Regions from separate parts of the Mus musculus genome. Here all the other regions are linked to region 1. A link is a contact called in public HiChIP or PLAC-seq and promoter capture Hi-C data. All regions are on one chromosome and are shown on one strand. Each heading gives the region's core, a stretch centred on a gene start, on an enhancer-like site or on the middle of the called end of the contact. The rest is flanking DNA. Distances are from core to core; before and after follow the strand shown.

What was found. Promoter capture Hi-C pulls out the DNA fragments that hold promoters and counts their contacts. HiChIP or PLAC-seq counts read pairs in DNA pulled down with a chosen protein or histone mark.
Region 2: a contact with region 1 is called in an H3K27ac HiChIP or PLAC-seq map of microglia, with 6 times the contacts expected there. The contact joins the promoter of Mtr here to the promoter of Tbce in region 1. A contact is called at or near these places in 2 of 39 promoter capture datasets (cranial neural crest and pre-B cells) and 1 of 115 datasets of contacts at active chromatin or transcription factors (microglia).
Region 3: a promoter capture Hi-C map of pre-B cells shows a contact between it and region 1. The contact joins the promoter of Heatr1 here to the promoter of Tbce in region 1. A contact is called at or near these places in 2 of 39 promoter capture datasets (cranial neural crest and pre-B cells) and 1 of 484 Hi-C or Micro-C datasets (CD8 T cells).
Region 4: a promoter capture Hi-C map of pre-B cells shows a contact between it and region 1, with 2.6 times the contacts expected there. The contact joins the promoter of Ero1b here to the promoter of Tbce in region 1. A contact is called at or near these places in 3 of 39 promoter capture datasets (cranial neural crest, liver and pre-B cells).
Region 5: a promoter capture Hi-C map of embryonic stem cells shows a contact between it and region 1, with 2.5 times the contacts expected there. The contact joins the promoter of Gli3 here to the promoter of Tbce in region 1. A contact is called at or near these places in 2 of 39 promoter capture datasets (cranial neural crest and embryonic stem cells).

Annotation. Positions count from the first base shown.
Region 1 is chr13:14,036,948-14,041,629 of GRCm38.p6, reverse strand. Tbce (tubulin-specific chaperone E) reads left to right here and starts at 1,992. Exons shown (of 17, transcript NM_178337.3): 1 at 1,992-2,092.
Region 2 is chr13:12,255,287-12,259,968 of GRCm38.p6, reverse strand. Mtr (5-methyltetrahydrofolate-homocysteine methyltransferase) reads left to right here and starts at 1,856. Exons shown (of 33, transcript NM_001081128.3): 1 at 1,856-2,107.
Region 3 is chr13:12,393,075-12,397,756 of GRCm38.p6, reverse strand. It overlaps Heatr1 (HEAT repeat containing 1), which reads right to left and starts at 2,382. Exons shown (of 45, transcript NM_144835.4): 1 at 2,287-2,382; 2 at 1,844-2,017; 3 at 1,119-1,335. The coding sequence starts at 1,985.
Region 4 is chr13:12,563,391-12,568,072 of GRCm38.p6, reverse strand. Ero1b (endoplasmic reticulum oxidoreductase 1 beta) reads right to left here and starts at 2,190. Exons shown (of 16, transcript NM_026184.2): 1 at 1,895-2,190. The coding sequence starts at 1,996.
Region 5 is chr13:15,461,375-15,466,056 of GRCm38.p6, reverse strand. Gli3 (GLI-Kruppel family member GLI3) reads right to left here and starts at 2,334. Exons shown (of 15, transcript NM_008130.3): 1 at 1,946-2,334. It overlaps Gm6556 (a long non-coding RNA gene), which reads left to right and starts at 1,439. Exons shown (of 1, transcript XR_001780862.2): 1 at 1,439-4,682.

The DNA of each region.
Region 1 (4,682 bases), core at 743-3,242:
AAAAACCAAAAAAAAAAAAAAAAAAAAAAAAAAAAAGTCCCAGGACTGCTTGGCACTGGCACCACGTGTGTCTTTCAGCCATTCTCTAAAGAGGTCTTCATCATTCTTTATAAGCCTTGTTAAAGCCCCTTTCCTCCTGCTTCCTGCCCAGGAGTTCACCAATACCAGCCAGGCTCCCCACTGGCTTTTCCCCCATGGACTCTGCCACGAAGTCTCGGTGCTTTTGGGAGGTTGTCATCTTGATCAGGCTTAACCAGCAGCTCTGGCTCTGGCAATAGCCCCTTGCACCTGCCCATACCTCAAGCTACTAGAATGTTCTTCTGTGTACTTATTTGTATGGGTACCTCTGTATGTGAGTATGCATGTATGTGCCTGTCATGCCAAGGGTCAATAGTAGGTATCTTTCCTCTTCCTCCTCCTCTTCATCACCACCATCATCATTCTTGACAGTTCTAAGGATAAAACCTAAAGACTCACACATGCAAAGCTAGCAATATTCCTCCTCACAGACTATATGAAGCTCGAGAAGAAGGCCAGCCAAAGTAAGGATGCTTCAGTCCAACTTAGAAGGGGGAACAAAATAATCACGGGAAGTAGAAGGTAGGGAGAACTTGGGAGATATAGAGGAATGTGTTCTTGTGTAAAAGTATAAAAATTCAAATGATCTCTTCTACAGTAAGTCATTCAGGGTAAACTCAGTAAACGTTTCTGGGCCAAGATCACTTAAATTTGGTTCAGAATAGCCTATCTCTTTTCTAGCATGTGTTTTGTATCAACACTTCCTTGAAAAGCATGAAGTTACAATAAATGTGGAGATATTGGCATGGTGGGCCAAGCCTGTGATTTTAGCACTTGGTAGATGGAGGCAGGATATTAAGGAATTAAGACCAATCTTGACTTTGGTAGTTAGGTGACAGAAATCCGCCTGCCTCTCCCTCCCGAGTGCTGGGATTAAAGGTGGGCGTCACCACGCCCAGCTTGACTTTGGCAAGTTTTGAGGCCAGCCTAGGATACGTGAGACTTTGTCTCAAAACAATCAGCAGCAGCACCTTCATGAAATGTTGTCCTTGAAAAACGCTCCCATCTGAAGGTCTGTGTTTCTATTGGAGACTTGCCAAATGACAATAGTAGCTTAGCCCCTCCAGGCAAGAGTGAGTCATGTTCTATGACTACTGAGACGGTTTCAAACAGGAAAGGTTCTGGCAGCTTATTTCATCTTTCATTAACCACTGACAACAGATTCACTACAGGGTTCTCGTTCACTGCTGTGCAATAAAACAGATTTATAATTAATTATGTCTCCCAGCAGAGTTGTGCAATTCCTCTTGGATTGAATTACAGCACTCTTTTATTACTGTTTTCGTGGTGCTGTCTGGTCAAACTGACTTGGATCCAGCAAAGCCGGAGCTCTTCCAAGTAAGTTTTTGCCAGCTTCAGGTATAGCAATATGAGGGGTCACATTGCGATATGCTTATATACATAGCATCTTAAATTTGTTTTCAATGAAATAGTTACTGGCTTTTTAACATCTAAAAATAAACCAAAACACTCGATTCATAGGAACGTCTTGTTTAAAGTGGTGACTTACTTAAAACATTGCGTTTACTCTTGTTCTCCCTCATGCCTTAGCTGGTTAACTTTTTCTTTCCAGTTCTGGAGGGATCAACACTACACCTTTCTATGTAACTATGAACTCCCTACGGTGATTTAGTGCCCATAAGCATGAAACATTTTTGTTTTTTAGATATGAACCCCCCTCCGCTCCTCCCATCTCTCTTGCCTCGACCTTCCCAGTGCTGATTGTAATTGCCATGAGCCATCACGCCCAGCTATGAACTTTTAGTTCGCGTCTTGAATCAACTACAGTACGCAAAATCGACTGGTCCCACAGTCCTTCGGGGTTGCAGTTCCGGTGTCTACCTTACCAGCACTTCGCGACAATAGGGTTCGCGTTTGGAAGGGCTAAAGTGGTTTTCATCACTTCCTCTGCGGAGGTGGGACTTCCGGTCTCCAGATACTTCCGCCTAGAGCCGAAAGCTTCGTCGCTGATTGCGTGAGGGTCTCTGGGTGCTGACAGACCGGCAGAGGGAAGGTGAGCTTCGTAAGGTCGTGGAGCTGAGGTGGCGAGCTGCCCAATGGGGCTGGGTTGCCTGAGTGTGTGCTTTCTGCTCCGAGACTTCTCCGGTCGGCTGGGCCCCATTGTGGGCTGACCCAGCGGAAGGCTAGTGCGCCTGCGCCAAGCGCCTTCTGGATCCTCCCCACCCCTCCCCCGTTAACATCTGGGCGTGGGTCTCAAGTGATGCTGCCATCTCTTCCTTTTGACGTTTCTGGTGGACAGCGGTGGAGGGTGGTGGGAGGGCAGAGAGGAGTATTCAGATTTTTTTCCCTTTTTTTGAGGGGGATATTTTATTTACATTTAAAATGTTATCCCCTTTCCCGGTTTCCCCTCCGGAATCCCTCTATTTCATCCTTCCTTCCCCTGCTTCTTTGAGGGTGCTCCCCACCCACCCGTCCACTCCCACCTCGCCGCCCTGGCAGTCGCCTACACTGGGGCATCGAGCCTTCACAGGGCCAAGGACCTCACCTCCCATTGATGTTCAACAAGGCCATCCTTTGCTACATATGGGGCTGGAACCATGAGTCCCTTCATGTGTACTCTTTGGTTGATGGTTTAGTTCCTGGGAGCTCTGCAGGGTCTGGTTGGTTGATATTGTTCTTCCTGTGCGTTGCAAACCCCTTCAGCTCCATCAGTCTTTTTTTCTCTAACTCCTCCGTTAGGGATCTTGTGCTCAGTTCAATGGTTGGCTGCTAGCAGCTGCCTCTGTATTTGTTAGGCTCTGGAAGCGCCTCTCTAGAAACAGCTATATCAGGCTACAGTCTGCACACTTCTTGCCATCCACCTTAGTGACTGACTTATCTCACTCAGGATATTTTCTAGTTCATTCACTTGCCTAAGAATTTCATGAAGTCATTGTTTTAATAGCTGAGTAGTACCCCATTGTGTAAATGTACCTCATTTTCTGTATCAGTTTCTCTGTTGAAGGACATCTGAGTTCTTTCCAGCTTCTGGCTATTATAAATAAGGCTGCAATGAACAGAGTGGAGCATGTGTCCTTGTTATATGTTGGAGCATCTTTTGTGTATATGCCCAGGAGTAGTATAACTGGGTCCTCAAATAGTACTATGTCCAATTTTCTTACAAACCTCTAGACTGATTTCCAGAGTGGTTGTACCAACTTGCAGTCTCACAAACAATGAAAATGTGTGTTCCTCTTTCTCCACATCTGCTGTCACCTGAGTTTTTGATCTTAGCCATTCTGACTGGTGTGAGGTGGAATCTCAGGGTCATTTTGATTTGATTTCCCTATGACTAAGGATGTTGAACATTTCTTTAGGCGCTTCCTGGGCATTCAGGATTCCTCAATTGAGAATTCTTTCTTTAGCTCTGTACCCCATTTCTAATAGGGTTATTTGGTTCTCTGGAGTCTAACTTCTTGAGTTCCTTGTATATATTAGATATTAGCCTTCTATCAGATATAGGATTGATAAAGATCTTTTCCTGATATGTAGGTTGCCGTTGTGTCCTGATGGCAGTGTCCTTTGCCTTCAGAAGCTTTTCGGTTTTATGAGGTCACTTTTGTTAATTGTTGATCTTAGAGCTTGAGTCATTGGTGTTCTGTTCAGGAAAATTTCCCCTGTGCCCATGTGTTCGAGGCTCTTTCCCACTTTCTCTTCTACTAGATTAAGTTTATCTGGTTTTATATGAAGGTCCTTGATCCACTTGGACTTGAGCTTTGTACAGGGAGGTAAGAATAGATCAATTTGCATTCTTCTACATGTCAACCACTAATTGAACCAGCAGCATTTGTTGAAAATGCTGTCTTTTTCCCACTGAATGGTTTTAGCTCCTTTGTCAAAGATCAAGTGACCATAGGTGTGTGGGTTCATTTCTGGGTCTTTCTTGCGCGTGCTCGACTGGCCAGGAAGAATGATGTTACAACAGGATCCTTCTGCACACGTTTATTGGGAGAGATTGATTGTAGAGGCGAAAAGACCCCGAGCCCAGAACTGGTGCTGCTTTTATAGGCCTAGGAGAGGCGTGTCTCACACCCGGATTGGTTATGCACTAAGCCTCATTTGCATGTTCCTCATCTGATTGGCTCCTCTCTCTCAGTACCTTACAGAACCTCATTATCATACCTCATTTGCATGTCTCACATCTAATTGGTTATACTCTCAGTACCTTACAGAACCTCATTATCATGCCCGGGCCAGGCAGTGTCTTTGCAAAAAACTTTACTGCATATGTACACGTTGGTTGTTTGTCCAATCTTATGCGTGGTGGCCAGCAGTAGTCAGTGCCACTCAGCAACGGCACATGTGGCTTCCCACAGGTCTTCAATTCTATTCCTTTGCTCTTCCTGCCTGTCTCAGTACTAATACTATGCACTTTTTACCACTATTGCTCTGTAGTACAGCGTGAGGCCATGGATGGTGATTCCCCCAGAAGTTCTTTTATTGTTATTTCAATATCCTGGATTTTTGGTTATTCCAAATGAATTTGCAAATTGTTCTTTCTAACTCTATAAAGAATTGATTTGGAATTTCGATGGGGATTGCATTGAATCTATAGATTGCTTTCTGCAAGATAGCCATTTTTACTATATCAATCCTGCCAATCC
Region 2 (4,682 bases), core at 607-3,106, 1.8 Mb after region 1:
GGGCATGATGCAGGTGCCAGATTTGGAGCTGGTGCCACCGCTGGCAACATTCCTCCTCCACCTCCTGGATGCCCTCCCAACACTGCTCAGCTCGCAGTCATGCAGGGAGCAAATGTCCCTGTAACTCAGCTCAAGGGAAACTTCTTCATGGGTGGTGTGATGGTTTGTATAACTTGGACCAGGGAGTGGCACCATCTGAAGGTGTGGCCTTCTTGGAATAGGTGTGACCTGCTTGGAATGGGTGTGTCACTGTGGGTGTGGGTATAAGATCCTCACCCTAGTTGCCTGGAAGTCAGTCTTCCACTAGCAGCCTTTGGATGAAGACATAGAACTCTCAGCTCCTCCTGCCCCATGCCTGCCTGCATACTGCCATGCTCCCACTTTGATGATAATGGACTGAACCTCTGAACCTGTAAGCCAGGCCCAGTTAAATGTTGTTTTTTATAAGACTTGCCTTGGTCATGGTGTCTGTTCACAGCAGTAAAACCCTAACTAAGACAGGTGGCTACACCATGTGGTGAGGAACCATGGTCACTCCTGTGCCAGGGAAGACATCTCATACCTTCAGCACTTCTCACAATGTAACTGCTTTAGTCATATTCACCTGAAGTTGCAGTTTAGACACATGTTTTTGGGGTGTCTTTCTGGTGTCAAAACTTTTGAGGCACTTTTCAAATTTAATAAGGAACCATGTAAGGGTAGCAGCCCCTCCCTAAAGCATTCTGAGGTAGGGGGTATCCATTCTTCAAATGAATGTGAGTGAAGCAGCCCAAGGTGCTTCCTTAATTCCTCTGGAGTGATGCTGTGCCATGCTGGTCTTTGCTTCTAGTAATAAAACATCAAATTAGGTTTGGAGGGAACTTTGATCTTCCTAAGGGAAAAAAATGTTATGTTTTATTTGTGTATTTCCTCTGACTAAAAAAAATATACCCTTCCTTTAAGACCCAACTACTTTGTTTGTTTGTGTGTGTGTGCGTGTGTGCATTGTATGCATGTCTGTGTGCTAAGATAAATGAGCTCCTGTATTGCAGAGCCCAAAGGAGACCATCTGTATTCTCCTTTCTCACTATCCACCTTATTTCTTTAGCCAGGATTGTTTTCTGAACCTGTAGCTCACTGGCTTTTCATTCAGACTGGCAGCTAGCAAAACCCAGGAATCTTCCCGTCTCTGCCCCAGATACTTATTTGCCTTAGAATACCATAAACCCTTTGGGATGTTTCCTACTTTCTTCTTTCCATGTTTAATTATTTGTGCAAGTTCTTACTGGCCCACTTGTGCTATCCAAGTGTGTATCTCAACTTGAGTGTTTTACTCAGTAAATGTTTAGTATCAGTGTGGCCATTAGCATCTATAGTGCCTCATAATTTCCATAGTGTACTCACGGGTTCTTTTTTTAACCCCTGTTGCAAGCCTATAAATTAATAGTCACTTTCATTCTAGTCTTTCTTTTCTGTGGATGAGGGAGACAAGATATTTAGTGTCTGCAAAACTAAGCTACAATTAATTTTCTGACTTCAGATTCCTGGCCCTTGATACTCCACCACTGATGAGAGCCAATACTATAGTATGAATTTTTCGACTAGAACTTGGAGAGGTCTTTGGGAACCATTTCCAGAACTCAGGGAAGAGACGCTCTGGTCTCCATAGGGACCCAGTACTCAGGACTACATCTCCCATAGGGCCACGGAGCAAAGCCTCCGGCGATTGGGTAACGACCAACAGCCTATACACGGCGGCGAGGAGCTGTTGAGGGCCAATCACATGCCGGGAAGGGGGCGGGCCCTCCTGCCGGAGGCTAGATTGAGCGGAGAGCTAACGGCGCAGTGGCGGCGGCGGCCGTCTCTACGTCGTCAATTCCTTTAGTCTGTCGCTGCGGCCTTGCTCTGTAGCGGGGAGCTCTGCGCTTGGGAGTTCCGTAAGAAGCGCGTGCCCGAGGCACGGTACCCGGAGGCCCGGTGTGTCGGCTCTGGAGCTTCGGGGATCTTGTCAGTTCGTCAGGCCAGAAAACGCTGGCTGGAGCCGCCCGCGGTGGAATTCTTTGGAGATCAAGCCTTCCCTGCTTGAGGAGGACTCTTGGCGGCGCGTCGCCTGCGCTGTTGTCACTCGGTAACTCCTCCATCCAGGTCTAGCGGTTCTGTGGGTGCCTCGGCTCTCCAGGAGTTTCTCCTTCGGAGACCCAGCCTGGAGTTCGGGGGGGACGCGGTCCTTGCTGGGTCTCTTTCTTCACTCACCCGCACACGCTCGGTCCGGTGGCGGAGCGACGAGCGCTGCCTTTAGCGCTGCAACTTCTAGCAACAACTTCCCGCGGGGCTCCTGGGAAGTTCTGCATGATATAACTGTATTCAGTAAATGTTTACGGAAAGCTGTCTGCCCGAGACGAGTTCAGATGCTGGGAGGCCGGTAAGGCAGCCTAGACAGTTGAACCACGTGGGGTTTTAATTTCCTTTTCTACTCTTTACTTTTGGAAACTCTGGCTTTAGCTTGACGGTTGCCTGACTGGACTCTCAGTACCCAGGAGTGGGGATGGAAGGCAGAATAGTAATCGCAAATTACTCGGATATTGGTGGCTCTGGCCTCCACAATGAGAAAAGACACAAAGGGAGTATAATTTCAGTTTTGAGTGTCTTAAAGATTTGGAGAGAGATTCCTATAAGACGTGTGAGTGAGGTAAGACGTAGAGTCGAGAGAATTAGTAATAAGGACATCAGGTTGTGCTTGCCCAGCGGACAGGAAGCTCTGGTTTAGTTAATCCCTAGCTCTGCATAAAGCTAGACTCGAAGGGGTTTACGTCTAAGGCTATTCTCTGGAACACAATGAGTTCTGGACCAGCCTCGGTAACATGAGATCCTGTTTCTTTTTAAGACAGAACAGTGAGTATGGTGTGGCATAGTGTGTAGCCCTAGGAGGAGGGTGAATATCTGACAAATAGGGCTGGTAGAATTGTTCTTGAAACCAGTGGGACATTGCCCGGCAGCACATTGCTGTTGCTATAAAAAAAGATCGCTCTTTTTCATAGAGTTACGGCATGGTTATTTAGTCTTTTAGGGCTTCAGGCTTCTTCCTTTCTTTTTAGAAAAAGAAGAGTAATTGAATATAGTTATTGCTGCAGAAAGCCTCTGAAAATTTAGAATAGATTAAATAGTGATCCCTTGCAGAAAATGAGAGAAAATGGTTGGCTATTTGCACCTGGCCCTGCTCTCTTCTCCACTTTCCTCCATGGGTGAACATCAAGTTCTAGGCTCCTTACCTGTAGCTTAGAAATAGTTCTGCCTCTCTCACCTATGTGTTGGTATTACAACCACGTTGCTTTAACATCCTAAAAAACCCTTAGCCACTGGTGTCCAGCTTTTGTTTTTTGTTTCTTTCTGTGTTATTTACTGTTATACTGTCAAGTCTCAAGGAAGAACTAAGATTACCGAACTTCAAGGTTGAACTGAAAGCTGGATATGTCCCAGGCTGTGGATATGGTTCAGTGGTGGAATGCTTGCCAAGAGTAAATCCCTCCAGCAGATGGTCAGGGAGAGGGTATAACCTCAGACCCTGTGTGTGAGAAAGTTTCTGCTGCAGCTTCTAGTGATCTCATGTTTCTCCCTTGCATGCTTTTATGAACTTAGCTAAGAGTGACTAATGGAAGAATGAATAAAAGGAGCCAGTGAATTGGTAGCAGCTCAGATCTCTTCTGGCCTTTAAAAATTAGTGGGAGAAAAAAATATTTCAAAAATGAGATAATATGTGAACAGATGCCTATAAAATGTAGCAAATCAGTTCAATCTAGAGATTAGAGGCCCCAGATGAAAGATGTGTCCTCCAAGGAGCTTGTGGAGCAGATTGTAAAGTAGCCAAAGCGGGAAACTGCTGAGAATGCATTGAGGTAGTTTGCTTGTAGTGCAAAAAAGAGAAGTATTTTTTATTCTACACCATTTTGTCCTGTGAAAGGGAAGTCCTTTTGTGACCCCTGTTAAGGCCATTCTCTCCAGAGGAGCTGTGTTCCTGACACTGTAGCATGTCACTTACAGGCCCATATTAGGAACTAATTGTCCTATAACTTGTTATTCTTTAAGTTGCTTGGTTTTCACTTGTTTGTTTGCAGTGCTGGGGTGCTAGGGAGTCTGCTGTAAGCCTTCGTACATGCTAGGCGAGTGATTTACCCTGAGCTGTAGCCCAGTCTTAGGTAGTTCTCGGCTACTACCTGACTTTATGTTCCTTTCAGCATCTGGTGGGTGCTGTCACCAGTTCTACATCTATTTATCCTTTGGAATATTTGCTGTGAAGACAAATGGTACCAAGTCAAGAGAAGGAAGAAAAGAAGAAGGAAAAACAAAACCTAAAACAACGAAATACCCGATTCTACAAAGCTGTAGGATCTACTCAAATTGGGGAAAATACAATTGCTTCATGGGCTTATTCACCAGGACGGGTCTCAGAACTCTTTTCTATGTAGCACTTATTTACATGCACACAGATATTAAACATAAAGCTGTTTCTAATCATCTACTGGGAGTTACTATGAAACCATGCCGCCTTTTATTCACCTTAAAAGATGTGTCAGAGAATCCGTTCTACATAGAGTAGTCGTCCCTTCTTTACTTTCCTGCTGAGATCAGACATAGAATCCGCTCTATTAAGTTGTAAAACACACAGAATATTCTAGACCTAATGAACTGAACACAGAAACTTTGAG
Region 3 (4,682 bases), core at 1,133-3,632, 1.6 Mb after region 1:
AGACCTTGCCTTCTATCTACTTTATACAAGCTTTGGTATTAACTAAAACACTACTTGAATGAAGCTTTCCTCAACAAACCCTGGCATAGCTACCTCTCTAAATCTTGTGTAAAACTTTATTTAGGTATTTATTTAAAAGATAGCAACCAAGGAAAACCTACAGATATATATATATTTTTTTATCACTTTAACATTTGCTGAATAAAGGTTACATGAAGAAGGGCTGTAGTGATGGCTCAGCCATCTACAGGATTTGTTGCTCTCGCAGAGGTCAGAGTTTGGTTCCTAGCACGTATAGTGCTTAGAGTACAAGGCCTGGTACATAAATGCTTAACGCGCACATCACTAATACCACGTGATTTGGGTTGATATTTTAAAAGACATTCTTTACACCTAGCGAGGTAAGAAGGAACTGTACGTTTTGCCCCCATGTTAACGGATCTGCAATGTGAAGCTGCATCAGCTCCTGAGTACTGATGCAGTTAAGGCTGGTCTGGTAGCACACACTTATAACCACACTACTGAGGACCTGGGAGGCAAAAAGAGGCAGATTTATAAATCTGAGGCAAACTGATCTACTTAGTAAGTTCCAGGCCAGACAGGCAAAAAAAAAAAAAAAGTAAGTCAAAACCCAGCTTGAGCCAGGTGTGGTATCGCCTCTAATCCCAGCACTTGGGAGGAAGAGGCAGGTGGATCTCTGGGTGTGAGGCAAGGGTGGTGTACACACTGAGTTCTAAGACAGCTGAGACTACACAGAGAAACTCTCTCTCCACAAACAAAACAAACAACAATAACAACAAACGAGAGCTCTATAATAAGACCTTATCCCCAAAACAAAACTAGCCAAAGACAATGACATACTTCTCAGACTTGGGGAAGAAGGTGGCAGATTTCTGTGAGTTTGAGGTCAACCAGAGATACACACTGAGACCATGTCTCAAAAAACAAACAAACAAACAAACAAACCCCCTAAACCCTAAACACACTAGACAGGAACTAATGGCACCCTATTCAAGAAGAGCATGTTCACTTGACATTCTAAACATCATGTTAACCTTTGAAATTTGTGAAAGCAATCTAGCTTACCAAGTGTTGGCAACTAATGAAGGTTTAGCTACCTGTGAATCAGCCATTCCAGACACTTCTGCGCTGGCTTGAGGAGGAAATAAGGAGACAAGTGAAGGAGGAACGATGAAATGTTTTCATCCAGCTGCTTGTTCACTGCTTTGGTCTGGACGCTGCGCTCCAAGCCTTTTGCCAGCTGGCTGAACAATGGCGCTTCAAACTGTTCAAAGGCAGGGTCAATCCCAAGAAGCTCCTCCAGGCCAGTGCATCCTAGGAGGAGAGTCACGTGTAACTTCTTTGTAGGCAAACCCAACAGATACTCTCCTGTTCTCCTCACCCCCAAGCTCATGAACTCTGTTACCATGTGTTAGACACTCTCAAACACTGGCTTTAGTTGTTAACATATAGGATAAATCTGACCCCCACTCACTAGGAGAAAAGAAAGTACTTCATGACAAGAACTCCACCCGAGCCCTTCTTTTTAGTCATTAAAACTACATCTAGTTCTGAAAGTCTCCTCTCACACCACAGTCATTGTCTCGGTTTCTTTACTTTTCTTCCTTTTTACATATTAGTTAGTTTGTGAAATTTCAGATACCATTATTTATAAATACATTCACACATCTAGCAGTATTGCTGTTTCCCACCCCCTTACCAAGAAAACAAGGTACTGCTCGGGAAGCGAACGGGGGGGGGGGCAAGAAAATACAGAACCTCCCCCCCCCCCAACTCCCCGATATCATGCTCTGGGAGCTTTGCTAAGTGAAAGGTGGCTCACCGATGGCAAAGGCGGTGTCCCTGTCGATTGTGGCCGCCTCCTTGGGGTCAAATAACAGAGAGGCAACTTCACGTCTCGATAGGAGGCTGGGATCAGTTTGAGGGAGGGCGAGTCGCTGGAGCTGCTGGGCTAAGGACGTCATCTTGCACGGAGGCGGATGTCTCAAAACACCGGCTAAGAACGAACAGCGTGAAAAGTTTTTAGGAAACGTCAGGCGCCTTAACAGATGGCAGGCCAGGGCTCATGCTCTGGCAATACAGCGCTCAGTCCTTTCGAGGACACAGAAACTTGCTTCCCCGACCCTCCAGGACCCACCACAGCAATTGCGTTAACTACGCCTCCGCAGCACCAGCTTTCCCCAGCTCTGCACCACGACCTCACGGCCCACCCGGCCACCCGTTCCAAGTCACGGCCGCGCCTAGCCGCACCGTGCTCCTCCTCACCCTGAACTCGGAATATCAGCAGGATTAGACAGCTAACAACTCCTCAGATCAGCTCCCACATGGTGCCGGCACTGTCCCGGAACTCTAAAGCACGCCTCATAGGAACTTCCGGCTTCTCACTACGGCAAGAGAAAAGGGACACCTTTGTAGAAAACGCAATACAACGGCCCCGCCTCCGTGACTCTAAGTTCCGCCTATTCAGGCCAGCCATTTAATTCCCCGCCTACTTTCCCCTCTAAGGGCCTGAACCTCAAAGCCCCACCCTCCGCTCGCTCATCCAGTTAAGCTCCGCCTTCCATCCGCACCTCTTTCCAAGACACCACATTTATTCCACGCCCCTCCTTTAAGCTCCACCCTCACGAAAATGTGCTAAGCCACGCCTACAGTACCTCCCCCTTCTTTCCAGAAAGCCACCTATAAGTCCCGCCCCTCCGCTCCTTGGTGCTACAGCTCGCTTCTCTAGGTACCCGACGCCTCGCTCAGTGTTGCTATGTGCCTTCAGGCTTAGGTCTGGGATTCTTTTTCCCCAACCGCCTTTGGGAGCTTTACGGGTGTGTAGCAGGAACCGGTCATTCACGAGATACTTATCCAGCCTGCGAGGGGCTGAAGCGCGGGAAGCCGCGTTTCTAATTCTAATGCTACCCGAGGAGGGCACAAACCTAACGTGAGTTGTAGTTCTCAGTGCAATCTGGTTGCTCTGTAAGTAGTAAACACTCGCTGAACGCAGTTACTGACAACCTTATCACCTTTGCCTTGTCTGCAGTCCTAGGGAGTGGTGTTTTTCTTATTCTGTTATTATTATTATTAGAAACATGACATTTTAATTTTTTTAAGTGAAAATAACTTTTTTCAAGATGGGAGGTGGCGGCTCACTTCTTTAATTCCAGCTCGAGGGAGGCAGAGGCAGTCAGATCTGAATTCGAGGCAAGCCTGATTTGTGGAGTGAGTTTCAGAATATCCAGAGCTGCACAGAGAAACCTTGTCTCAAAAACAAACAAAAAACAAAAACAAAAAATACACAAAACTTTTTTGTTTTCATATTCTGGTTACAGTTTCGTTCCACAACTCTTCCCAGATCCTCCAACACTTCCCCTTCCACCCAAATCCACACCGTTTTTTCTCTTTCTTATTTAGGGTACAAACATACGATGATGACGACGAAGGCGATAGGCAAAATAAAAACAAACATCAGAATAAGACAAAACAAAGAGAAGAAAAAAGTGCCAAAGAAAAAGCTCAAGAAACACATATAGAAAGAGACATACCTGCTTATACACACAGAAAGCTTATAAAAATGCAAAACCAGAAACGGAGATATATACGCAAAGGACCTATAAGGAGGGGAAAAGATGCCCTGACAAAGAATTATGAGGCAAAAAAGGTCCAAAAATGCTACAGAGTTAGTTCAAGTTAGCTCATCTTACATTGTCCATATGGTAATTGGGACCTAGCCTTAGGTTTGCACAGTGAGTTAGCTCCACTGTAGAAAACTGATTTGTGAGTGATTGTCAGTGGGAGATACCTCTGGGTTAGGGACAGGGGCTTGTGTCCTTCCTCTCTCAGTGCTGAAAGCCCATCTGCTCCAGACCTGTGGAAGCCCTGTGCGTGCGTGCTGCCACAGTCTCTTCTGCTGTGTTTGGAAGGTCTTGCTTTCCTGGTGTCTTCCATCCCCACTGGCTCTTTCTATCTTTTTGTCCTCCTCTCCTACCGTCCCCTTTGGCCTCCTTTTTGCCTTCCTGAGGGAGTGGGGGGGGGGATTAGATGGAAACATCATATTTACGACTGAGTATTTGAGGTCTCTCATTCTCTAGACATTACCCAGCTGTGGCTCTCTGTATTTGTTCTCTTCTGCTGCAGGAGGAAGTTTCTCTGGTAGCAGCTAAGCAAGAAATACTGATCTGAGTATAGCAGAATGTCTTTAAGAGCTGTGTGTGTGTGTGTGTGTGTGTGTGTGTGTGTGTGTGTGTGTGTGTGTGTGTGTGTATTTAAAAGTCTCATATATATACTATTGTCTAATATATATATTAGTTCCCTAGCCTATCTGGTCTCAGATTCTTGGCCACTAAGCAGTGTAAGGCATGGAATCCATCTCATGGACTGGCCCTTAAATCCAACCAGGTATTCATTGGTTACTCCTCAACTTTGCGCCATCATTGTACCAGCATAGCTTGCAGGCAGCTCACTGTTATCGATCAAAGGTTTGGTAGCTAGATTGGTCTTTACCTTTCTCTCTAGTAAGCATGCAGTGCACCTCCCAGGACCATTAACACTAGTCAGTAGGTGTGAAGGCTGTTTGTAGGCACCAGCTCGACTTCTCCACGTTCGATGAATTGTGTAGATGTTGTCTGCAGCAATATGGCCTTACAGTCAGTTTGTGGAGAGCAATCAACAGCTTT
Region 4 (4,682 bases), core at 941-3,440, 1.5 Mb after region 1:
CTGAAGCAAGTATGCTGATTTGTTAATGCTGGGTAGAGCATAAAGGGCTACATTAGGGCCCCAGTTTATGTAACTTAATAAGCCAATTAAGCTCTCTGAACTTCACTTAACCACCACAGCCTTACACATGATATGTACCAAATAAAATGAGGTAATATATAATTAAACATGTTACAGGTTAAAGTGCTATCTAAAAATGACATCAAAACTGTATTTAGAAGAACAAAATATACTTTTGTAGACAGGCACGGTGTTACTTTGAAATGCACAAATATTTTATTGTTGATATATATATTACAAATATATATCAACAAATAGAATTACAGGTACATTATAAACCACTAATTACATGTGATTATTGGTAGCTAGAGAAACCTTAAGTGAAGCTTCTAGACTAGTGATTTTAAAAGTATACAATTAATTAATGACATATATCAAGCAAGAAAACAAGAAATCAGACTTTATTTAAAAGTTCTAAATGTAAGCTCCACTCAAGTCAAACACTCAAACTAGTAACTACAAAGTAACTTTGCTATTGACAGCCTAGGAAATTTATTTTTTCTAAATCTGATAGATACACCCAGAATCCTATCATAGTGTTTGCCAAGCCTGACTAAAGTATAGTGGAAAGAACAATTGCATCACAGACACTTACAAGGCTTGTTTAAAATTCTGATTCCTTGCTCAGTTCCAGATGGACTCAGCAAGCTCCACGTTTAACAAAAGGTTTCTTTTCCTTTCCCTTTCTTCCTTCTTTTCTCTGACTGGTTCATTGTTTAGTTTTTTGAGAGAGGGTCTTGCTATGTAGTCCTGGCTAACCCAGAATCTCAATATGTAGGCCAGCGTCCAACCTGCGGCAATCCTACTGTTTTTCCTACTGTTTGTGTTTTTTACCCCTGAGAGCTGAGGCTACAGGTGTATGCCACTGTTCCTAGCTGTTTATTTTTATCAAATCATTCAAGAGAACTCACACATGGACACAAACAGAATATTCTTGTATTCTAGGACTTCATGCTGGACACCATAACACCATGAACAAGGCAGAAAAACATGTTTACACGGTTACTCTCACAGTTACCATCATTTTTTTTTCTCTTAGCAATGAGTGTTAATTGCTTCAAACTGCATGCCCCTCATTATCAGGCCATCTGAGACACTTTTGTTTTTCTTCGGTTTTGGCTCTTCGAGCTAGCACTTTGCAGCAGGTGCAGACAAGATATAGCAGCATCTGGCAACCTGTTCAAACCTTCCTCACTAAAAGAGGCAGAGCTAACCTATCTCTTTTCAAGGCAAGAGGCTGTGCTTTGGCTTTCGAGTATGTAGTGAACACTTCAGTAATACCTGCCTAACCAAGGCAACGTCAAAGTCTACCGGACTGTCCAGCCAGCAAGCCTCACTATAGACTTAAGAAGCCCACAGTAGGGGCCTAGGCCCTCCAGTGTCATAACTGGGCTCACCTGGCATGCCACTTTGCATACGTAGGACAGGTGGATAATTATAAAGCGGGTAATGCCTATAGCTATCTCTAGAGCACAAGTTCAAGGAAATGAAGTAATGCCCCCTCTAGCCCAGGAAGAGGATGGAGGGTCTGCCTCCCTGTCATCTGAGGGAAGGATGTCAGAGGTTTGTGTCCCCAACACCTTCACCACTCAAGACTTGTGTCTCCCCGTCACCATCACAAAGATAAAGCCGCTAGCGCTTACTGGCCGTCACCATCTTCCTCTTCCGTAAACCATCACCACGCGTGTCGTGTCCCCGCGCCCGCCGCGCTTTACAGACGTTTCCCGCACTAGCCGGCGCGGTTCTCAATCCCTGGCTGGCCACTCGCACCTGCACCTCGGCCTCTCGGCGACGCCGGCGTGACCCGTCCCCTGCCTTTGGTCCTCGGGCTTACCTGAGTCTTGACCAGACTTGAGAGGAAGCTCAGGGTGACAAGCAGTTGCACCGCGGCCGCCGCCCCCTGCCCAGTAACGGCCCGGCGGAACCCCGGACTCATGGTGACCTCGGCCGCTGCCGTCGCCTCGGCCGATCGGGGCTGGGGAACGACGGCCCGCCGCGACGACGACAGCAGGGGGCAGTGCCTGGGAGCCGGGAGCCTCCAGGACCCGGGGTCTGAGCGCCGGTCTCGGGCAAGGAACACTCTACCGTTCGCAGCAGCAGCGACTGATGTACCAGTGCTGCGCGCCCCCGCTTCATCCCAGGAGGCCCCGCCCCCGGCGTCCTCAGTTATGATCACGCCCTCTGCGCAAAGCCTTCTGGGAGTTGTAGTCCCTGTAGCCCCTTGGGGCCCCCCCACAGTGGGAAGGTCTTGAAAATGGAGAACTACAGGCTCGGAGGTCGCTCTGCCTCCCTGAGGCGGGGCTCCGCGGCGGCCAATGAGGCGGGACCACGAGGCCTCCAAAACACCCAGGAGCAGGCGGGAGAGTGGGTGCTGTTTTAGGGGTTGGCCTGAGGTGGTGGAACCTCTGTTTCGTCGCTCTGAGAAACAAGACTGTCCACCCCCATCCCCGCAGGTCTTCAGGCACTATGCCAATAGCTCTTTGTCACCGCTTGACCTACTGGGGCCAGGATTTTCTCGCCAGGCCGGCCGAATCTTTGACTTGCTATTCCCAAGAGCTTTCTTTGCCTTTTTTCTCACCTCTGCAGCTACCTAAAACCACCTGGCATCTTGTCAGGAAGTCTTCAGCACCTCCTTCATGTCACATGCCCCAGAAGTATCATTGCTTGGTGTCTCCACTACTCCTCTACCAACACCAGAAAATCTATAATACATTTTAAAGGATGAAGGAAAACCCCAGTCTATACAGTGAAAAACGAAGAATCGGGATAAACGCACAGAAAAGCTTAAAGGGACATAGACTATCCCAAATGTAACACATTCTAGATGGTTTTGTGGTCTTAATTACACCTCAAATATTGTTCTGGGATTATGTAAGGTTATGTACATAAGCTTCCTGTAGTCCCTAGCAAATAAGTGATCAATTAATGGTAATCGCTAACTTTACCGATATTCCTGAGTTATAGGAAACTTACATTCAGTAGTATGTATCAATTTGTCATTGTTGATGTAACAAATGACCAGAAGGGTAGTGATTGAAAACAACCCCAATGTATTATCTTACATTCTGGAAGCCAGAAAACTAAAACAAACTGCATCCATTTGGAATATTCTAGAGAATAATGTTTCCTTGCTTTTTCTAGCTTCTATGGCCAATCAAATTCCTAGATTCAGGACCTCACATGACACAGTGGCATAGCCTGCTTTTGTCGTCTGTGCTTTCTGACCCTATCTCTCTTGTGTCCCTACATATAAAGACTTTCGATTGCATGGTGCTCACCCGGATAACCCAGGCAATTTCCTGATCTCAAAATCCTTAATCACATCTTCAAAATCTCCTCTGGCCTCTCTGGTAACATGAGAACATTCGCATCCATGATTCCATCTAGACCCACTGCATGATCTGTAGGGTCAGCCAGAAATGAAAGTCCAGGGGAAATGAGAAGACTTTTAAGGCGGAGACAACAGAACAATAAACCAGTCCAAGACCCTGGAACTTCACAGGCCATCTTCCCATGTCACCAGCTCCCTTTTCTCCACATAGCTAACAGAGAACTGTGTGCGACTTGCTTCTCAAAGCTGCCTTTCTATGCTCTTCATCGCTCTGCGCTTTGGGTATGCATGGGACTTTCCTCAGGTCCCTTTGTGCTGCAATTGGCCCAGATAATGTGTACATCATGGAACATAGCCATTTTTTTTAGTTATAAACTGCCTTATTTTTAAATTTCACATTTTAAATATCTGATATCAAGGGCAGAAACCATGCCTGTCATTCGGAGCACTTCAGGGCCTGTCACAAAGAAAAACTTGAGCTTTTCTATCAACTTTTCAATTGGTAGAAGAAAAACAAGTTTACAAAGATTATAATGGCACACACACCATTTGTTTTAGCTCAGAAACTTTACTCACAATGTTTGGAAACATTTTTTTCTCTCAGTGAGTGAAATCAGACATGGGTGTTTTTCATGAAAAAGAAAGGTTCACATTGCCCTGTGCTGTGATCTGTTTTAGCGTTTGCTGTAATGAGCAGGATGAGGAGTTGATTAATTGATGAATAAGCTACTGTCCTCTGTTTTAGCCTTGCGGTTTATTTCTTATTAGAGCAGGCATTGCCTTTATAATGATACCCATGCTCCTTACCTACACTCCTTAACTTCAAACTTCCCATCCTAGTTAGGGGTTTGCAAGTTGAAACAGGAAGAACCTTTGTAGCAAGCTATAGAAAAATTCAGATCCAGCTAGATTTAAAAACAATAAGAAAACTAGTAATAAGTCAGGAAAACTGGCAACTTTGGGAATGAACAAGGCTTCATCACTTACAGTTCCAGAAAAGTGAGTCCATCGGGGTGTGACTCAAGGACCAAAAGGAGCATGGACCGTTCTGGACTTTTCCAGAACATTCCCATTGGCTTGGCTCATTGTTCTCGGTTACTTTTCACACTCTATCCTCCCATCAAACTTCAAATTACTCCTCAAGTTTAGCTGAGAGAAGGGGAGATGAGGGGAGGTAAAGAAGGGGAGAGAGAAAGAGAGAGAGAGAGAGAGAGAGAGAGAGAGAGAGAGAGAGAGAGAACAGAAATCCTGCAGGATTACAAAGAATGGGAAGAGGTACACAAATTCATGG
Region 5 (4,682 bases), core at 1,085-3,584, 1.4 Mb before region 1:
TAAAGCCAATATTTCCTAACATAAACAAATTCTGTAGATACTCTGCACAGTTTACATTGTTAAAACCAATCTCCACTGCTTTAATATATCCTCTATTGCGCTGCCTTAGAAAAATGAAGTGATTCTGAGGTTATTTCACTATTTTAAAACAGCATTTTCCTGCTTCAAAATAATCTTGACACGTGTAATTAAGAAACTGTCAGACTATTATTAATTTTTAATTTAAAACCCAAATGAAATAATTACAGGAATCAATCAATAAGGCACCTATTCAAATTACAGAGCAATTACATAAATACTCAAAATTAATACTTTAGGCCAGTTCTTGAAGAATTCAGTCTATAACTCGTGAAGACATCAAACAGTGCAAGCTTGTGACATGAGAACGAAGGAAAGGTTTCCCCTAAAATAGACTAAAATGAGATTATTTCAGATGGCAGAGCACAGTTCCCCTTCCCCCAGCCATGCCCAATGCTCTCAAGCTGCAACTCTTTTTCTAGAAGTTATTTCCACCAGACACATATTTCAGGAAAAGAAAGAAAGAAAGAAAGAAAGAAAGAAAGAAAGGAAGGAAGGAAGGAAGGAAGGAAGAAAGAAAGAAAGAAAGAAAGAAAGAAAGAAAGAAAGAAAGAAAGAAAAGAGAAGCAAGCTAGCTAACCAGCCTGCCGGCCTCATCCAAGTTCTGCACAAAATCATTTAGAAAGGGGAGTGGGGGGTTAATCACTTGAATGTTCAGCAGAGTGCACGTACTGGGCTGTGAAAAGCTGTAATTGAGGAGGAGAAGGAGAGGAAAAGAAGGGCACGAGGTGTTTTTGGAACTAATAATACCAGCGGGGCTAATGGCACTGCCCCTGTATTTGCACAGCGGCCGGCCCTCCATACCTCGGACTAAAGAGTTCTTTTACTTGAGGACGACAGTCCATCATTTCAAACTGAAGTGGCAGCTGGAAAATGTGGAACAGCTGGCACAGAGCTGGGAGAAAATGTTTTACATAAATATATGTACATATAAACTGGCAGAGGGCCATGAGCACTGTACCCAAGGCCAGAATCTACAACCAAGTTGGGGGAGGAGAAAGGGTAAACGCGGTGCAGGAAACTTCCCTAAGTGGTCTTTACACACACACAGCCAAGAAAGCCTGGGGGGAGGGGGGGTATGGCTTGGTACTCAAAAAGGTGCACTCCGGGACACAGGCACAAAGTTCACAGAAGGATACTAAGTTCATCAAAGGATAATAAGCAAAGGCCGGGCCGAGTGTGAGGGCATGTGGCCATCTGCTGAAAAGTCGCTTCACCAACTATTCAAATGTATGATCAATATTAACTCTGCCACATCCTCGGGGTCCCACTGCAACTCCAGAAAGTTAAGTGTCCCCAGCAGAGTAGAGTGATCCGTACCCAACTCTGCTCTGTGCAAATTCGGCCTCTTGGTTACCGCAAGGGCCACGGCTACTTTTCTTTCTTTCTCTTTTCTTTCTTTCTGCTCTACCTCTGGAAAGGAAGAGACAGAGTTCCAAATCACGCACAGATGGCACAACTTTCACTTTTCCTCTCCCACCGCGGAGGCGCGCCCTCCATCCGCTCACCCCGCACCCCCACCCTCAGAAGTGAAGGCGGGACCCTGGAGAGCGGGGCAGCGGCGGCTCGGCGCATCCCCAGGCGCTGCGCGCAAGCCAAGCTGCGGCTTGCGGGGGCGCGAGGACCAGCCGCAGCTCCGGACTCCCGGAGCTCTGCGCAGCACTTGGCGAGAAGTAGGCACGGACGCCGCCGCTGCAAACTTGGTCCGCGCGCCCTGGGGCAGGAGCTCTGCAGTCCGGAGAGCCGAGACCCGATCCCCGAGAGCGCGGGAAGGCGCGAGCGCACACAAGCCGCTCCGACGCCGCCGGGAAGCTCGACAGGGAGGGCTGCGGGGCCCGCAAAACAAAGAACTTCAGGCGGGACGTACCTGCGGCTTTGGCTGTCAGGTCCCAAATCCACAGACCTGCGCCGGCGGAGCGGCAGGCGGACTCGGGCTACCGTGGATGGCCTGACTGATCCCAGCGTGCGGCCCCGGCGGGCATGGTGTGGCGTGGGCCGGCGACGGGGCGAGCGGGCGAGGAGGGGAGCGGCGGGCGGGCGGACGAGTGTGCGGGCGCCGGCGGTGCGGCCCGGTCCGCTCCCTCCCGCCGCTGCAGCCCGCGCATCAGTTTCAGGGATCCTGTAATCTGATCCCTCTGAGTCACCGGCCCTGAGTGACAGTTCTGATTTGGTTCAACCGCGGGTGGGAGGAGAAAGAGAAAGAAAGGAGCCCCCCGACCGTCAAGTCGACTTTTCAACGACTAAGGGCCCGTCCAGGCCGAGCGCCCCGGTTGCAAAAGTTGAGCTCCGCCGCGCGCGCCCTTCGCGCTCCCCTCCGCGCGCTCCTGCGCTCCTCCTCCTCCCCGCCCTCCTTCCCCAAGTTTTCACAGATGTGGTCAGACTCTGCTCTCCTTCCCGGCTCCTTCTTCCCTCGCGCGCCCCCACCCCCGCCCCGTCCCTCTAATTTCCGCCACTCGGAGGAGCGCTGGGGGGGACGCGCCGAGCCGCGGGACGACGCCGCCGCCGCCGCCGCCGCCGCCGCCGCAGGGGGCGAAGTTGGTTTAAAAACTTGGGAAGACTGCTCGCCTTACTTTGCTTTCCCGCTCCTTTCCAGGCCGCGCCCGGCGGGGTCCCGCTCCGCGCGCGCGGATCCCAGGGCGCTGCGCTGAGGGGCGGCACTGAGGCCGCGCGTCGGGCCGGGCAGGGCTGGCGCGGGCAGCCGGGAGCCACGCGCTCCACCGCCTCCGCCCCTCCCGGGTCCTCACACAGACACATCCAGGCCTGCTCCTCCTCTTCCCCCTCCTTGACCCCGCGCCCGCGCGGCGCGCCAGGCCCCACCCACCCGGCAGGAGGAAGGGGCCCGCGGGTGATGTCACCCGAGCCCTCCAGGCCTGCGCTCCCGCGCAGCCGAGCAGCCGGGGCTCGCGCGCTGCCGGGCGCTTCGCCCATGCCGCCTCTCTTCGCCCCCCCCCCCCCCAACTCCGCTCTCGGGCTGGACTCCCCTTCCTTCTCTAGAGACCTCTCAGATCGCCACTGCCCCACCCCCGCACACCTCCTGGTACTTTTCCCTAGGCCAAGCCTGAAACTTCCTCTCGCGGGATGATGCTTTTGAAAGTTGAAGACTTTCCTCCCCGTTGCGTTAAACTCCGTTTGGGACGTCTCGCCGTACAGCCTACTGTCCCCGTGGGCCACTTTGCAAAGAACACAAAGACCCGAGCTGGGAACCGGGACTTGAGCTGAGAACCCTGACTTGCACGGGGTTCTTTTCCTTAAGATGCAGAGTGCCTGTCCTTGGTTTCTTTTAAAAGACCCATGTTACTTCAACGGGCCAGTGCACTCATCTCTCTCTCCCCATCCAGGTACTCACCCCAACCTGTTACTTGAAAGGGAGGATTTCAAGGGGGTGGAAGAAAGAAGAAAACCCAAGAGACATTCCAGAATACCGGAGTAAGCAGTTGGCCCACCAGGAGTGCCTTGGTGCTCAGGGTGCTCTGTGGCAGCCGTCTTGAAGGCAGAGTGGGTGGATGAATAGCTATAATAATTTGAAGAACATTTTGAAATTCACGTGCTAAACTGGGGAAAATTTTTAACGGAATTGACAGTGTATTCGTTATTTGTTTCTGGTGACTTGTTGCTTATGACAAAGACAAAAGCAGAGAGTGACTTAAGCTTTCAGTGTGGGGCTCCAGACACTTCTTAGCCATTTTTAAGCTTTCTCTCCGCTACAACACTCTGTAAGGCAAAGAGTGAAACATCCTTCACTCATCTCGGAGTGCAGGAATATCAACAGAGGTAGCCCCAACCCTCCCCTCAGTAACTGGCCCCAGGCCCCAGAGTATTCCCTCAGCCTCTGTAGACTCTGAGCCCACAGTAGATGAGCGAGAAAATGCAGTCCTCCTAAGTCCCGGGACGGCTATGGATCTCCAGTGAGATTATACCTGCAAAGTTATAAAAGACGACATCGTGTGTGAGAACTATTTTCCTTTTTGGTATTTCAAGTTAGTCAGAGGGATGGTGTGTTTCATTAATGTCAGATACATTGTTTCTGGCATTTGGGGCTGCTGCTGCCTCCACCGCGAGAATGTAAATACTGCATCCTGATAGTTTTCTCTGCTTATCCAGTGGCAAAAGGGACAGCCCATAAATCACCGGGCATAAAATATAAATTTTGACTTTTACTTCTTACAGTCTCGCAGCACATTCTGAGTCATAAAGATCTTGATTTGGGGTTCTAAAAAACACTGGAACAAAGAAAAACATTGCAAAGCTTCCTTCCCACCACGCTATCAGAACTTAGCTAATAACCAAGAAGGAACTCCGCTTTGCATCCTAAACTTTGATTCCCTCACCTTAGGAGAGGTGGGCAACTCAGATTGGCTGACAAACGCATGCACGTGAACATGGTTTACAGAAATGGTAAAGAAAAAAAAAAAATTGCCTCGCTGTGAGTTAAATAATGTCATGGAGTTTCAATACATGTTAGCTTCATAACTCTTTTGCCCAGGGAAATCTTGGATACAAATCCCAAAATGAAACAAGAGGAATTCTTGAAGGTGGGGTGTCCTTAAAATTGGAACCTTAAATCTTATGCATCACCCACCTCCTGTCCTGCAGAGGCTCCTAAG